4 separate regions of the Mus musculus genome follow, and regions 1, 2 and 4 are each linked to region 3. A link is a contact called in public HiChIP or PLAC-seq and promoter capture Hi-C data. All regions are on one chromosome and are shown on one strand. Each heading gives the region's core, a stretch centred on a gene start, on an enhancer-like site or on the middle of the called end of the contact. The rest is flanking DNA. Distances are from core to core; before and after follow the strand shown. Region 1 holds the start of 5830433I10Rik (a long non-coding RNA gene). Region 2 overlaps Rgmb (repulsive guidance molecule family member B). Region 3 holds the start of BC002059 (cDNA sequence BC002059). Region 4 holds the start of Prdm9 (PR domain containing 9).

Evidence for each region. HiChIP or PLAC-seq counts read pairs in DNA pulled down with a chosen protein or histone mark. Capture Hi-C pulls out chosen DNA fragments and counts their contacts.
Region 1: a contact with region 3 is called in an H3K27ac HiChIP or PLAC-seq map of thymic regulatory T cells, with 10 times the contacts expected there. The contact joins the promoter of 5830433I10Rik here to the promoter of BC002059 in region 3. A contact is called at or near these places in 4 of 39 promoter capture datasets (hippocampal neurons, pre-B cells, second pharyngeal arch cranial neural crest and 1 more), 1 of 484 Hi-C or Micro-C datasets (uterus) and 9 of 115 datasets of contacts at active chromatin or transcription factors (the NIH/3T3 cell line, embryonic limb bud, embryonic stem cells and 5 more).
Region 2: a contact with region 3 is called in an H3K4me3 HiChIP or PLAC-seq map of stem cell-derived neural progenitor cells, with 7 times the contacts expected there. The contact joins the enhancer-like site here to the promoter of BC002059 in region 3. A contact is called at or near these places in 2 of 15 datasets of contacts at CTCF or cohesin (the NIH/3T3 cell line and large pre-B cells), 1 of 484 Hi-C or Micro-C datasets (bone marrow-derived macrophages) and 2 of 115 datasets of contacts at active chromatin or transcription factors (fibro-adipogenic progenitors and stem cell-derived neural progenitor cells).
Region 4: a contact with region 3 is called in a promoter capture Hi-C map of liver, with 3 times the contacts expected there. The contact joins the promoter of Prdm9 here to the promoter of BC002059 in region 3. A contact is called at or near these places in 2 of 39 promoter capture datasets (cranial neural crest and embryonic stem cells), 2 of 115 datasets of contacts at active chromatin or transcription factors (astrocytes and stem cell-derived neural progenitor cells) and 1 of 9 other capture datasets (liver).

What each region holds. Positions count from the first base shown.
Region 1 is chr17:15,703,816-15,707,174 of GRCm38.p6, forward strand. It overlaps 5830433I10Rik (a long non-coding RNA gene), which reads right to left and starts at 1,562. Exons shown (of 2, transcript XR_001782213.2): 1 at 499-1,562. Chd1 (chromodomain helicase DNA binding protein 1) reads left to right here and starts at 1,152. Exons shown (of 36, transcript NM_007690.3): 1 at 1,152-1,497; 2 at 3,125-3,324. The coding sequence starts at 3,272.
Region 2 is chr17:15,806,774-15,810,275 of GRCm38.p6, forward strand. It overlaps Rgmb (repulsive guidance molecule family member B), which reads right to left. Exons shown (of 5, transcript NM_001372257.1): 5 at 1-1,028. The coding sequence ends at 372. Among named protein-coding and RNA genes, the nearest start is that of Rgmb, 23 kb to the right of the region's middle. Within about 2 kb of position 2,163, at least 90 of the 459 cell types and tissues checked have an H3K27ac peak or open chromatin away from gene starts, as enhancers often do. A contact at or near this core is called in stem cell-derived neural progenitor cells, where this site is marked.
Region 3 is chr17:16,950,055-16,953,568 of GRCm38.p6, forward strand. BC002059 (cDNA sequence BC002059) reads left to right here and starts at 1,482. Exons shown (of 3, transcript NR_166921.2): 1 at 1,482-1,654.
Region 4 is chr17:15,562,077-15,565,714 of GRCm38.p6, forward strand. Prdm9 (PR domain containing 9) reads right to left here and starts at 1,255. Exons shown (of 10, transcript NM_144809.3): 1 at 1,145-1,255; 2 at 738-861; 3 at 339-446. The coding sequence starts at 1,213.

The sequences.
Region 1 (3,359 bases), core at 312-2,811, 1.2 Mb before region 3:
TGGAGATATTATGGCAGCCAAACTCATTTGACTTCGAAGGAGAGGTCTCTACAGAAAATGCAACTTCAAAAAGTAAGTTGAAAACTTTAAAAAGTTAGACCCACAAGGTGGGTACACCAGCAATTCCTTTACTACCACTCCGGAGGCTGAGGCAGGGAGATGGAGAAGTGGAAGACCAGCCTGGCTTTGTATACTGTCTTTAAAGAATCTTTTATTTGCAGGCCAGGTAATGAAATCAGAAAGAATTTTGATTTAAAAACAAGTAAGCAAACAAAGTTCCAAATCCTTGCAAAAACAGTCAGCCTTGTGGTGATGGCACACGCCTGCCTGTAATGCCTAAACTTCGAAGGATCACCCTGAGGCCACCCTGGGCTACATAATAAAACGCTCTTTCAAAACCAAAAAGCATAATAAAAACAAAATTGAAAACCGTACATAGATTGCTACATCACCACGCTTGAAGAGATTCTGCTTCGACATACTGAGGCCTGCGGATACAGTAATGACAGTAACTGTCAACTAAGCTGCAGCACCTTAGATCCAGTTACCAACGCCCCTCCAGTTCCGATTCCGCACGGCACCCTTCCACCCGCATTCCAGGGAGCGATCTAGGCAGGCACAGTTGTAAAAGTTCTTTTATGAACCAGGCATGGGCCACCCACACACGAATCAAGGAGCGTCCTGGGAGGTCAGCAGCTCGAACTCTATTTTCTCTCTTTCACTAAAGCCCCGCCCGGGAGGAGACTTAGTCGCTGGTCGCCCAGGCAAAGATCGCAGCGGGAGGCGACTAGGTTGCCCAATAGTTCTCTAGCTGCCCGGGTGACGCAGCAGCTCCGACCGGACTCCGGACACCCGGCGCGCGCGGCCGGCCCCCACCGCAGGCAGTCCTGGGCCCCCGCTCTGGATCCCTGCGCATCCGTGCCGTGACCAGAGCGCCCATCCCCGGGAGCCCCACGAACGCCAGGGGTAGCGCCGGTTACGAGTGCGAAGGCCGAGCCTGGGCTGGACTCGGTGGCTTTCCCCGAGGGGCGTGCACCACCTCGGCGCCCCGCCCCGCCCCGCCCCGCCCCCGCGCGTCGGCGGAAAGGCCGGGCGTGCGCGCCGCCGCCGCGCGCCGGGAAGGGGAGTGAACCGAGGCGGTGACGTCGCTCGGGAGGCGGAGGCGACAGCGACCTCGGCGGCGCCGCGCGGCGGAGACGGTTGCGCTCGATCGCGGTCTTGGCGTCATGGCGGCTGCCGGCGGCCGATAAGCGGCGGGGCGGGAGCGCGGACGGAGGAGGCGCCCTCGGTACTTCCCGCTCGGCCCGGGCGCCCGGAGATGAACTGATCGTCGGACCCGCTCCCCAGCTCCGCGCGTCTCCGCCCGCTGCCTCCCCTCCCCCTCTGCCGTCCGCGGCGCGGGTCCCGCGGCCTGGGCATCCAGGATCGCGGGCCCCCGCGCGGGGCATCCTCCGCCCGAGGCGCCGGCCCGCGCCACCCTTCGCCCTGTGCCCGCCGGTAAGGACGGGTCGGCGAGGCCGGGGAGGCCGGGAGCGGGCGAGGCCCGCGAGGCCCGGCGCGGCGCCGGGGGCGTGGGAGAGCGGCCCGGCGCATCCTCAGCGGCCTGGCGGCGCTGCCCGGCGCGCGGAGGGGACCAGCACGTGGGAGCGCGGGGCGGGTGGGGGGGAGGGGGCGGTGGCCGGGCGAGCCCGGGAGGGCGCGCGGCGGGGCTGCGGGAGCGGGAGGCGGGAAGGAGGCCGCGGCGCCCGGCTGCGGGGAGAAGGTGCAGCGGCCCCGCGCGGCGCCGCCCGGCAAACTTAGCCGGGAGCCCGGCAACTGCCAGGCGGGGAAGGAGGCTGCAGAGGGAGCCCTGGCCACTTCGGGGGCTCTTATTGTTGAGACGCGGGAGCGTCCGGAGTCCGGGCGCTCGGAGGAGAACTTAGGGCCGGACGGAGAAAGGAGGCGAGGCTGGAAAGGAAGTCCAGCGGACGGGGAAAGCCATCTTGAGGGGCGAGAGGAAGGTGAAAGGGAAAGCGCCTAGGCGAGTGAACTTTCTCAGCGCAGACTTTGCGGAGAGGAGGTGGAGGACTTCGGCCGGTTTCACCGGGGCTGGAATTAATAGTTAACGTTAGGAATTACTGTTGAGTGCTGTGGATCTTAGGTGACCTGTTCTCCCAGAGGTATGGAGACTGAGCTCTGCAGGTTGGAAATCCTGATCCAGGTGCAGAGTCGGCCCCCCGGGCGGAGGTGGCAGCAGCCTGTTTGGCCCCTCTGTTCTTTGGAGTGGAAATAATCAGTTAAGTCTCTGCTGGAGTCGGAGGACAACTCTGTTGCGTCCCGAGTGTGTCTTGGTGGTACTTTCTGGCTGGGGAAGGATCTGACGTCTCCTTCCCCCGCTTCTTCCTCTCCCTCCCCTGCCAGAGATCTCCTTTGTTTATTCGTGGTTGGCTTGTAGGTGACTCTAGTGCTCTGGCGGAAATCTTGAGAGGTGGAAATATTGTCTTGCTCCCCACCCCCGTCCCCGTCGTTTGCCTTGAAAATAAGATACAGTGTGTATTCTTTGTATTGCCTTTTTATGTTTTTTTTCAAGGCGTCTTAAGTACCTTACTGGGTATATAATTTTTTTTTCCACTCTACCATTGGTTTACCTGGTAAAAACTGTCTGTTTTGACGTTTGTAGTTTTGCTAAGATCATGATAACCTTTTATTACTCTCTTTTCCGAATGAACATTTAAAAACTTTCCTTAGCTGGATATGAAGTTCTTAGTAATAGGAGTTAGTGCTTCAGTAAACATAACCCTTACCCTCTCGTCGTTTGTTTGTCGAAGTTACCGAGTAGCATTTTCTCCTCTTTGGGAGTATGTATATGTTACTTTGTTTTAGGAATCTATATAAATAGTGCTACACAGTAGTAATTAGTCTGGAAAGTTTGTTGCTCTTCTGTCAAAACAGCACTAGCAGTGGCAGGCTAAGTCCTAGCAAGCAAGAATGCACTTAATAGATGCCTAGTTCTTGTACGTGAAAGGCGTCTGGGCCTTCGAGCCACCTCTAGTCTGATGGCCTAGGTCCATTTCTGGGAGTTCTAAGTCGGGCTTACATCTTTTCCTACAGCACATATTCTTAACTGCTAATCTATTTCCCGCAGGTGACACAGAGAGAGCCCCAGGAAACCCGTGAATGTTGAAGAAAATTCATCTTTGAAATTTTGATATTCGAGGAAATCTGCATTCATACTCATCTTTTATTAATCTGAGGGGATTTTTGTTTTATTTAAAACTTCTTGATATTTACAATGAATGGACACAGTGATGAAGAAAGTGTTAGAAATGGCAGCGGAGAATCAAGGTAAGCAAGTTCTTTAAACCAGCTGGTTACCTGAG
Region 2 (3,502 bases), core at 913-3,412, 1.1 Mb before region 3:
TCGCTGTGGTTGGTGTCTGTGTATATGCACTGTACATACTAACCAGGTACACACATAAATATTTAATATATAAAAAATAAAGTGCTTTCTAAGAGGCCCCTAGGCAGGGACGTTATAAAACATTTCACAAAACAGCAAAACAAAATTGATACAATCAAAAAAACAACACTATAACCAACATAGGTGAAAACAGCCAAACACATAATGTACAATCTGGTGTTCCAGGACAAACATCTGTCATATACATGGTATATACATATATACTTTTTCACTCAATATATTATGACAATATATATTTAAAATTTTGTTATAGACAAAAAAAAAAGAAACTCAGAAAAACAAAAAAACAAAACAAAGACAAGAAACAACTCCTACAAAAACATAATAAGGATCAAGCATGTGAGTCCAAGACCAACAGGCAAATCCCTACATCCCCCACAGCTGCTGGGGAAGATGTGCCAGCGTTCCTTTCTTGGGTGCAGCGCTTCCACATCCTCCAAGGCACTGTGGGCTGCAGCAGTAAAGTTGGCATCACCAGTGGTGAGCAGGTCGAAGACACACGATTGGAAATAGATGTCCTTCACCGGCATCTTCTCGTGGCATTGGGTGCTGGCAGTCTCCAGTGTGTAGCCAGGCCAGGCCTGCACTGAGGTGGTGTGAGGCAGGCTGTGCCCCAGGATAGCAGACACCTGGCCTTGTCCATCATCAATGCATTCACTCATGGGGCAGCCATTCACACACAGCTGCAAGTCCTGGCTTTCCTCATAGGACATGGCCAAGTCTTCGGGCATCCGGATAGCGAGGGTTAGGTAGCGACCCAGCTGTCGCACAAACACTGTGGTGCCTATGTAGCGGGCATGCATCTCTACGTAGCGGCCACTCTCCTTCTCCACGATGTGAAGACTCTTCACGTCACCGTCCCCCCCACTGGTGGTGCCATCTACAAAGGCGGCCGGCAGGTCATCTGTCACAGCTTGGTACACCTTCTGATCCGTGCACTCGTGCTGTGCTTTGAAGATAATCGTGACCTGTGGGGTGGAAGATGCACAAGTTAACACAGCTGGGGGGAGGGCGCCACTCCACAGCAGAGCTCCCTACGCCTGCTTTGGAGCGAGCCTTGGGAACAGTACATTTATTTGTCTCCTTCTAAAACTAACTAAAGTAGAGCATAGTTGGGGTGAGGGTGGAGGTTCCTGGCTAAGATGAACAGAAGCTTCTAGGGGCTTAATTAATGATATATCTAACAGAGCCCTGCCTTCTACAGAGATCATTCACTGACTATCTCCATTTTGCACGACTCATCACTATTAATATAAATACTGAGAGACAAGACAGAGGCTCTTTGGGGGTGGGGGTGGGGTATCCGCAACAACTACCAATCATGTGCCTCGGGAGAGATCTCTTTAAGTCTCTTAATCAAATGTTTTGCATAAGTGCTTAATCCCTGTGACAGGGAATTATTTGGCAAGCATGGCTCTCAAGCACTGGCAGAGATAACATGCTCCAAACCTCGGAACAGAAGATGGTTTCCTTAAACTCCACCAGGGGCCTGACTCCTCACAGCTTTTCCCAGTAAGCTCTTAATTTTCCAAATGAAGCAAATAGTTCAGAGAGGGAAAAAAAACCCTTACCCATTGATAAATACAAAACCTTCCTCAGTAAGACCGCTCTTGTCCTTGCGGAATCCTTTTGTTATAACAATTATAAAAAACTGTAGCAAATGAACCTGTTCCCAGTTTTGCAGTCAGCTTCTGAGGGGACAGGTTAAGTAGGAAGGGGCAGAGTTCTGTGTGCCCCTCCCCCAGCACCATCTGACAGAGCCTCTGAGATTCAGTTTACGCAGTAGCAGTTTGTTACAGAGCCAGTTATGCAGTAAGTTTGTTTGTTCCGGTTTTTTTTTTTAAATTAAAAAAAAAAAAGAATAAAGGACTGGGTGACTTGAGTCAAGAAGGCAGATAAGCCACACACTCCACGAAACTCTGATGCCGTGAGACTTAGCTCCTGCAAGGAAACTAGTCAAAACAATGGACCCTTGTTTAAGAGGCCAGAAATGCCCCCCAAATCCTGACTACCACCCTCAAGCTCACGTCTGAAGTTTCTCCCCAAGTCAGCCAGCAGTTGCTCACACTATTTAATTCCACATGTTCCCACTGGTGGTACTTGACTGGAATTTTCCAGTCATTTCATTTGACTTCAGCCAGTTACAAAGCCCAGCTCTGAGGCAGCTGCACTGCAGCAACTGGCTAAGTTCATATCCGTTGTTTGCAGCTGCAACTGAAAGCCAGACAATGTGCTGTGAAACCCTGGGCTTTCTCCCCTAATTACCCAGAGCCACAATTTGATTTCACGACGACCAGCCCTTCTCACATTTCAACACCTTCTTTACAAGCCAGAGAAGGTGACTAGAGATGACTTGAGGAGAACTGCTGACTCTAACCATGGGACCTTCCCCTGTGAGGCGGTCTGAGGTGGGTATCTAAGGAGACTATAAAACACATTTATTTGGTGGCTCTAAAGTCAGTTTGACAAGTCCTTTTTTAAGACAAGCTGGGATTGCTAGGAGGTGAAAAGATTAAATTCAAGTAAATTCCGTACCTGGAAACACTGGGGGAAGGATAGAAAACACTGAAGGTTAACCAACACAGACAGCTAAGAGCAAAGTCAGTAACATTGTTTCACATAGTCCTGAGCACAGATCGGCTCAGCTGAAACACAGTCAAAAACTGAGAAAATCCAACAACTCAGTAACGTGTCTTTCTGGTCTAACAAACTTGTTTAAACCAACTTGGCATTGCATGCAAGGACTATGAACATTTTGTTCACATTAGGAAGAGAGAAAAGGAATTCAGTTTTGTTGGGGCAACAAAGCAGAGCTATCCAATTGCAAACCAGTTACCAAAAAAGACACACAGGAGTCAATGCTAAGATGAGTGGAATAGTTTCATGTTTAACCAAGCCTGCCGTTTTCATTAGGCACAGCAATTCCAACGTGGAACTCAGGACTAGTTTTAAACACCCCTCACCCACTTATCCTCTGTGATACAGCAGGGCACATGGAAAACTAGTGTTCTCTTGGGCCTGTACCTATCGAATATTCTACTCTACCTTATAGATTTTGTCTACTCATTTTACTTGATGAGACTTTCTGTCTGATAAAATTACAGTGCTATCTTTCAGTTGGCCATGTGTGTAGAATTATCTGTTGAATCAACATGGCAAGGGGCTGAAAGAACCTCAGAGCATGGGGAAGGGTCCCTGAGAAGTCCCTTGTAGTTTAAGTGTGTACCTGAGCAGGGACCTAGATTCATAATCAATGCAGTGTAGAAAAAACTCTGGGTAGCAGTTTCACATGACTTGAGTTTTGTAATTCCATGCCACTCCTCAGAACAATTACAACACAAGCTCTCAACAAGCAAGCACTCAGCTGTGACCAGCATGAAATCCATTTTAGATTGTCTACCTCTCCAGGAAAGCAAAGCTGTTCGTCCGTACTAATTCTCAC
Region 3 (3,514 bases), core at 232-2,731:
CCAGTATGGATTTTGTGGCGACTTTTATGATTACATGTATTTGTTAAATACTTTCTAGGTCCCTTACAGTTGTTACGTTTTATTCCTATACATATTATGATATATACTGAAAACCAGCTGAGACATTCAGCCACATGGACTGAACAACCACTGGATTGCTCAACTTCCCATTGGTATTGAAAGATCCTGGCAGAATGTAAAAGGACACAGAAGCCCTGAAATTGGCAAGATAGACGTCAGTGTTAGCAGAACTAGCTTCACTGATTTAGAAAAATAGAGGTGCACAATGCTCTGGCCACTCCTTGAACCTGTGTGTCTGCCAAAGTTCTGACCAGGTGTGTGCCCATTGCTGCACCTTCATTAGACTCTTTCCTTGTACCCCTCCCATACCCATTTCTTGAGAATAGACATTGTTTAGATCTGGAAATCCCCTAATCTCCCCCTTCTCCTTTCCCCCCTGAGGGCCTATAAAAACTGGGAACTCTTTCCCCTCGAGGACGACTCCTCTACCCCTGCGTGGGATATGAGTCGTCCCCAGAGCTCTGGCTTTCCCCGAATAAAGCCTCATGTGGTTTGCAACAAGCTCGGTCTGTCGTGAGTTCTTGGGTGTCCGCTATTGTCCTGAGGCCTGAGCGAGGGGCTCCTCTCGGAGTCTTTCAGTATAGAGTTATAGTTGCAAGAGTTGGCTATCAGCTTGGGAGCCATACTAATAAATCCACTTTCCACATACATAGAGAGACCCTAGAGCATTTTCCTAGTACACCTGTGTTTTGGGTTTTACTTTATTATTTTATTTTATTTTTTAGCACTTTCCTACTGAGGAATAGACAATAGAATAGTAGATTATAGAATAACAATAGAGCTCCAGCTGGAAAGTTTGTGCAATTTACCTGAACCCAGTAAGAAGCCACAATACAAAACGTTGGTTCTTAAAGTCACTCTTTAATTAGCAGTTAAACTGGGAACCCTTCCACTTGTGAGACAGATTTTTCACTCCACTGCAACTTTAGTAATATGCTTCATTCCACTAGCAATAAGAGGAAGCACCTTCTGAGGGCAGTGGACTCACAGGCAAGAATTTGAGTCCTGGCTCTTGAGAACAAGGTCACAGCCCACAAAGGGGAGGAGCACGCAGCCAATCAGAGGTGAGCTGGAGAGATGGGGCGGCAAAGGCTGGCGTGTAGGCTATCGGAAACCTGGGACAATTGCTACCAAAATACATCTCTCTGCTGATCTAGAATAGGTGTGCGTCTAGATTGGAAGCCTGTGCAATAAACCACTATTCCGAGTTGCGTTTGCACCCTCTCACCCTGAGAGTTGCTCCTGTCACTCAAGATTTACTGGCCAATCACGGCATCAAGGAGGATCTGTCAGTCATAAGAGGAGGGTAGTTTTTCCGGATGCATTTTGCTGGTTCCCCGGGAGATCTGCCAGTCAAAAGCGGAGGGTGGTTCTTCCGGAATGCATTTTCCTGTTTCCCTGTGGGACCTGCCTGTCATAAGAGGAGGGTGGTTCTTCCGGAACCCTTTTCTCTGGTTCCCTGTAATTAAGCAGGCTTAAGTGATTTCTCCTGTGTGCTGCTGGGTACTGTGAAGGAAACTCAGGCAAGTTCTGAAAGTGCGACATGATGAGGATATTGTCACTTCCCACAGAGGTGAGGAGCGGGATCGGGTGTGCTGGGTCCTACGGAAGGCTGGGTCGGAACCAGCAGCTACATGCAGGCACCTGTGAGTTGCCTCGTGGTTTTAGCCGCTTCTGGACCCAACGGTGGCACCTGCATAACTTCGCTATCTGGGCTGAATATTCACAAAACCTTTCGAGCAGGGTCCTGTGTATAGAAACACCCTTAGCAGGATGCCAAAGTCAGACAGGCTAAGTTTCTTTCGTGTATTCTACAAGTTCTTCTCTTGGCATTTAGCATTTTGGTTGTCATTCATTTCGAGTTAAATTTGTCTACGTTTAATATGTATCTCATGTGTTTGGTGAATTAAAGTACATTTTTTTCAATATTTCTCTGTGGGTTTTTTTTTTGAAATAACAAAAAAAGTGGACTAATTTTAGAACAGCTTCATCTTTTTTATAAAATTGTTTCTGAGACAAAGTATGTTGACACGTGGGTCCTAGTCTCTTTCTCTACCTTGCTAAACTTCGTAATTTATTAGTTAAATGGCTGTACCACAAGAGAGTTTTAAAATTGCTCATTTTAGTCATGTAATGTACTGCCCTTTGCAGTAGAAGGAGAAGTACTTGCATATGGAGCATGGCTTCTGTCTTCAGACCTCAACAGGAGGAACAGTTTACTGTGTACAGTTCAGGGCTAAACAGTGTAGACAATAGCTAGCTCCTACACTGTAGTTTAAGGGAATCATCTGCAGGGGTCATCATTATGAACAAGCTTCTGATGGTGTAATTTACAATTGCCAAGGTAAATTAAGTCATGCATGTGAATAAAAATAATCCAGATTGGTGGGTATACCACCTGGGGAGGTTATGTTGAACCAAACTTCATTGATCTAGATAAGGCCATTCAGAAATTTGAATCAAGGGGAATTGGCTTTATTTATGTGTATCAGGTTATAGACTTCAGCAGCTAAAATTGCATATAATGACGGGATCATACATTATCTTATTGATGCCATTTCCCTAAAAGGTAATAGCCTGCTATTGTTGAAAGACACTGTATCTATGCATACTTTTATTTTTTCTTAGATATTTTCTTCATTTACATTTCAAATGCTATCCCCAAAGCCCTCTATAGCCTCTCCCTGCCCTGCTCCTCAACCTACCCATTCCCTCCTCCTGGCCCTGACATTTCCCTGTACTTGGGCTTATGATCTTCACAAGACCAAGAGCCTCTCCTCCCATTGATGGTTGACTAGGCCATCCTCTGCTACATGTGCAACTAGAGACAAAGCTCTGGGGGTTACTGGTTAGTTCATTTTGTTGTTCCTCCTATAGAGTTTCAGACCCCTTTAGCTCTTTGGGTACTTTCTCTAGCTCCTTCATTAGGGGCCCCGTGTTCCATCCAATAGATGACTGTGAGCATCCACTTCTGTATTTGCCAGGCACTGTCGTAGCCTCGCAAGAAGAGCTATATCAGGGTCCTGTCAGCAAAATCTTTCTGGCATATGCAATAGTGTCTGGGTTTGGTGGTTGTATATGGAATAGATCCCTGAGTGGGGCAGTCTCTGGATGGTCATTCGTTCAGTCTGCTCCACACTTTGTCTCTATAACTCCGCACATGAGCATTTTGTTCCCCCTTCTAAGAAGGATCAAAGTATCCACCCTTTGGTCTTCCTTCTTCTTGAGTTTCATGTGTTTTGCAAATTATATGTTGGATATTCTGAGTTTATGGTCTATTATCCACTTATGACTGAGTGCATATCATTTGTGTTCTTTTGCGATTGGGTTTCTTCACTCAGGATGTTATCCTCCAGATCTTTCCATTTGTCTAAGAATTTCATAAATTCATTGTTTTTAATAGCTGAGTTGTACTCTATTGTGTAAATGTACC
Region 4 (3,638 bases), core at 5-2,504, 1.4 Mb before region 3:
TAATAAGCACGCAGGCTACAGACTAGGTAAGGTGCTTATCCTAGCTACTTTGGGTTTGATATTTCTTGTTCATGCCCAGATTTGTATATATTTCATATTTATTATATTTATAAATAGCATATAGTTTTCACATATTTTAAAATGTACAGGAATAGATTCTTACTATTAATTTTGCATTGCATCTTGTTTGTTTGCTGACCCTTGATTCTGAAACACCCAGTTTTCAGAAGTTGGTTCTGAGACATTATGGAACCTAAATCTGGCTTGGTTTCCGATGGGTACTTCTAAATTCTCCTGCCCCCTCACCTCACTTCTAAACTCTCCTAGCCTCTCCTCACCTTGTTGCTTAGGTGTCCACTCTTCATCAGAATCCTCACTGTCATTTATTTGGGGTTTCATTGCTTGCCTTTGGTAACACATGAAAGCTGGTCTAGGGGCTCTGAGACCTGAAAAGCAGCAAAATATTCCTCTTAAAAAGGCCCTAGAGGATGGAACAAATGTATCACAAGGCCAGGTAGGCTCTGGGTGTGGAGATGAGATCTCTACAGGGCCAGTGCTAACATTTAGTCCTGGACACACAGACACACACACACACACACACGTTTCCTCTAAACTTGTCTCCATTGGGAACTGTACCACTGTAGATACCTGGGAAGACCCTAACATAACATGGGAACATGGGAACTGAGATTTTATTTTTTTAATCTAGACTGGTTCAACCGAAGACTTCTTGTTACCTATTGAAATCAGCATTTTATAGTTCCTTTTCACATTTCTATAGCGAATTTTCTCCCACTCTCCCATCTCTGCCCATTCTTCTTTGGAGAAGTATATGGAAATGTCTTTGAATTCATCTTTGACCTGGGGGAAAAAAAATAAAAACAAAAAACGGAACATGCTGGGCCGGGCTTGGGACCCTGGAATGTGGTCTCAGTGACCAAGGTTATCCTCCCATTCCCAGAACCTTCTTTAAGCAAACACTGGATGTTCATGCTGACAGAGCAGTTGCTAATGAGCCTTTCCTCTCTCACATATCGGGACCCACCTTCTTGTCATAGGAAAAATCAATATGGTATTGGTACTCAAGGCTGTTTGCCTCTGCCCACCCCATGATCCTCCTGACTCAAGGATAACTTCGTACTACCTTGGGTTTCCACTCGAATTTCCCTGTATCTTCTTCAGGACTATTTTCTTCCAGCTTGTTGGTGTTCATGGTGCAGGACATTTCACTGGAGAGGTCCAGGGTCCTATGGTCCTATGGATGAAGAGGTAACTAAGGGCCTTAGGCGATCAGAGATGCCCACCAGCACATGGGAAGGAGCTAGGGGCTGGGAATCCATGCAGCCAACACAGGCAGCTTCTTCGGACTCCGAGGTCTAGTACTCTGGTGCAGGAGCAAGGATTCTGGACTGAGCCCTAAACCTAGGCACCGACCCTCCGTCCGGGTCAGGACCTGCGACAGCAAGGAAGGAAGATTCCTCCCGCCAACCGGTGTCCCCCCCCACCCCATTCCCACTTGCTCTTCATCTGGACCAAGGAGTCAGCCAGGGTCTGAAAGATGTTTTCAGGTAAATGGATTCGGGAATCCCGAGTACAAGGGATTGAAGTCCCTCTGGTGAAAATGTAGGAACGCTCTGGCTGAGATTTTAACTTTGGGGACCTCGGGCTGAGGAGTGGGGTGCATCAGATTGAAGGAATTGGGTTCGTAGGCTAGAGGAGTCTTTCAGGCTGTGAAATAAGGTTTGGAGACTCGCAGTCTGACGAGATTTGACGATTATGTCACGAAGAGTTGGGATTTGTCACGTCGGAGGTATTTAGGGTCCTGCGGGACGAGAGCATTTAGGATCTCTGGAAGCCAATCTGGAGTGACAGACAGGTCCTCGAGACCGAGGGCGTCTGGGGTCTTTGGGGCTTAGGAGAGTCTCTACGCTGAGAGTCCAGGTTTCCTGTCTGGAAACTTAGTCTCTCTGAGGCGAGCTACCCAGGTTCCTCAGGCAGAGGCTGGGTTGGTTCCGCACAAGTGCATTTGGGACCTCACTCAGCCAAAGGGCGTTTGGAGTTCCCGAGAAGCTGAGGTGACCGGGTGTGTGCGTGTGAGCGCGCGCGCGCGTGTCACGCTGAGGGGGTCCGAATCTAATTTAGGGGATATGGGGTCTCACGGGCTGAGCCTAGAAAGCCTCGCTGGTCCTGAAGGTTTCGCCTGCACTCATGGTCCAGAATCCCGCGGCTCTGAGGCCACCGCCGGCGTTCGTCCCTCTGAGGAGTTCCGAGGCTGACTGACAGGAGAATCCGCCAATTGACAGACAGCTGGCTGAGGGGCGGGAACAAGAAAAGCGGAGGGCGGAGCTCTGCCTGTCAGTCAGGGTGCAATTCCTGCCCGTGGCTTTCTCCAGGCTGCCCCTCCCCTCGCTGGGATTGCCAGGCCCCTGCACGAATCAGGTAGTGGCCAGCGCGCAGGCGCACACTTGTTCTCTGTGCGGCGTCCGTTCCTTCAGACTCCTCTTTTTCAATGTGGCAGGCTGTGTTACCTGACCTGTGTCCTGTCTACTAAAGGTCTTAAAACCATGGAGCAGAGCTTTAAGTGCTTAGGTCTGCTCTAGAGTGGGGTTTCAGTCAATCTCCAATTGGAGCTGGGCACCGGGAAGCCGGGGATGAGGGTGGGACCGGAAGTCCAGCTTTGGCAGGCATACCCTGAGCTCACGTCTCGCCTGAGATAAGTAGCTTAATCAAATAGATAGACAAAATCAAAACAAATAAGGCTCTCCGGAAAAGAACCTAAAAATTAGGCTATGAAAGAGTTTAAAAAAAAAAAATTTAAAAGCCTCTAATTTAACAATAACTTTAATAAATAAGCACATAGGTTTACTAAAATGTTCGTGGCGTAATAATAGAGTGCCTTGGCTAATATAAATCGTTATTACTGAATAGAAATTAGCTTATAAGAGGGGTGGAGAGATGGCTCAGTGGTTAAGAGCACTTACCGCTCTTGCAGAGTACACACATTCTCTTCCATCACCATCGCGGGGGCAGCTCACAACCCCTCACCCCGTAACTCTAGTTCATGGGATCTGATGACTTTGATGACTTACGTGGTGCACTTACGTACACTTAGACCTACGAAAATACACATAAATAAATAGATCTTTTAAAAAGAAATTAATTTAAAATGTCTAGTGATAAGAATACGAACTACCCGCTGCTAGTGCAAAATAAACAGGCACAGGTGCGATACCCCAACTCTAGTTTGACTTTCCCTTCAATTCTGCTACCTAAGCAATATTAGACTTTTAAATATATATATGTATATATTATTATATATATTATATATGTGTATATATATATATACATATGTATATATATGAGATTTAAGAACTTTTGATAGTGCTGTGAACGCACTGTTTATTGGCTGCCCTAAGTTTGAAATATGTAGACACAATCAGCTTAAATCTATGACTGACTTCTTTTTTTTGTTTGTTGGTTTGTGAAAGAAAGATGAAATTTCAAGACCTGTAAGTCATATAAAGTACTCAGAAATTGCTGGTTGTTTGTGAGCCTAGAGGCTGCCTGGGGCTGAGAAAAAAGAAAAACAAACCTGGGTATGCCCCGTAGTTAAAACATTCCTGGGAACAGCTTAACCA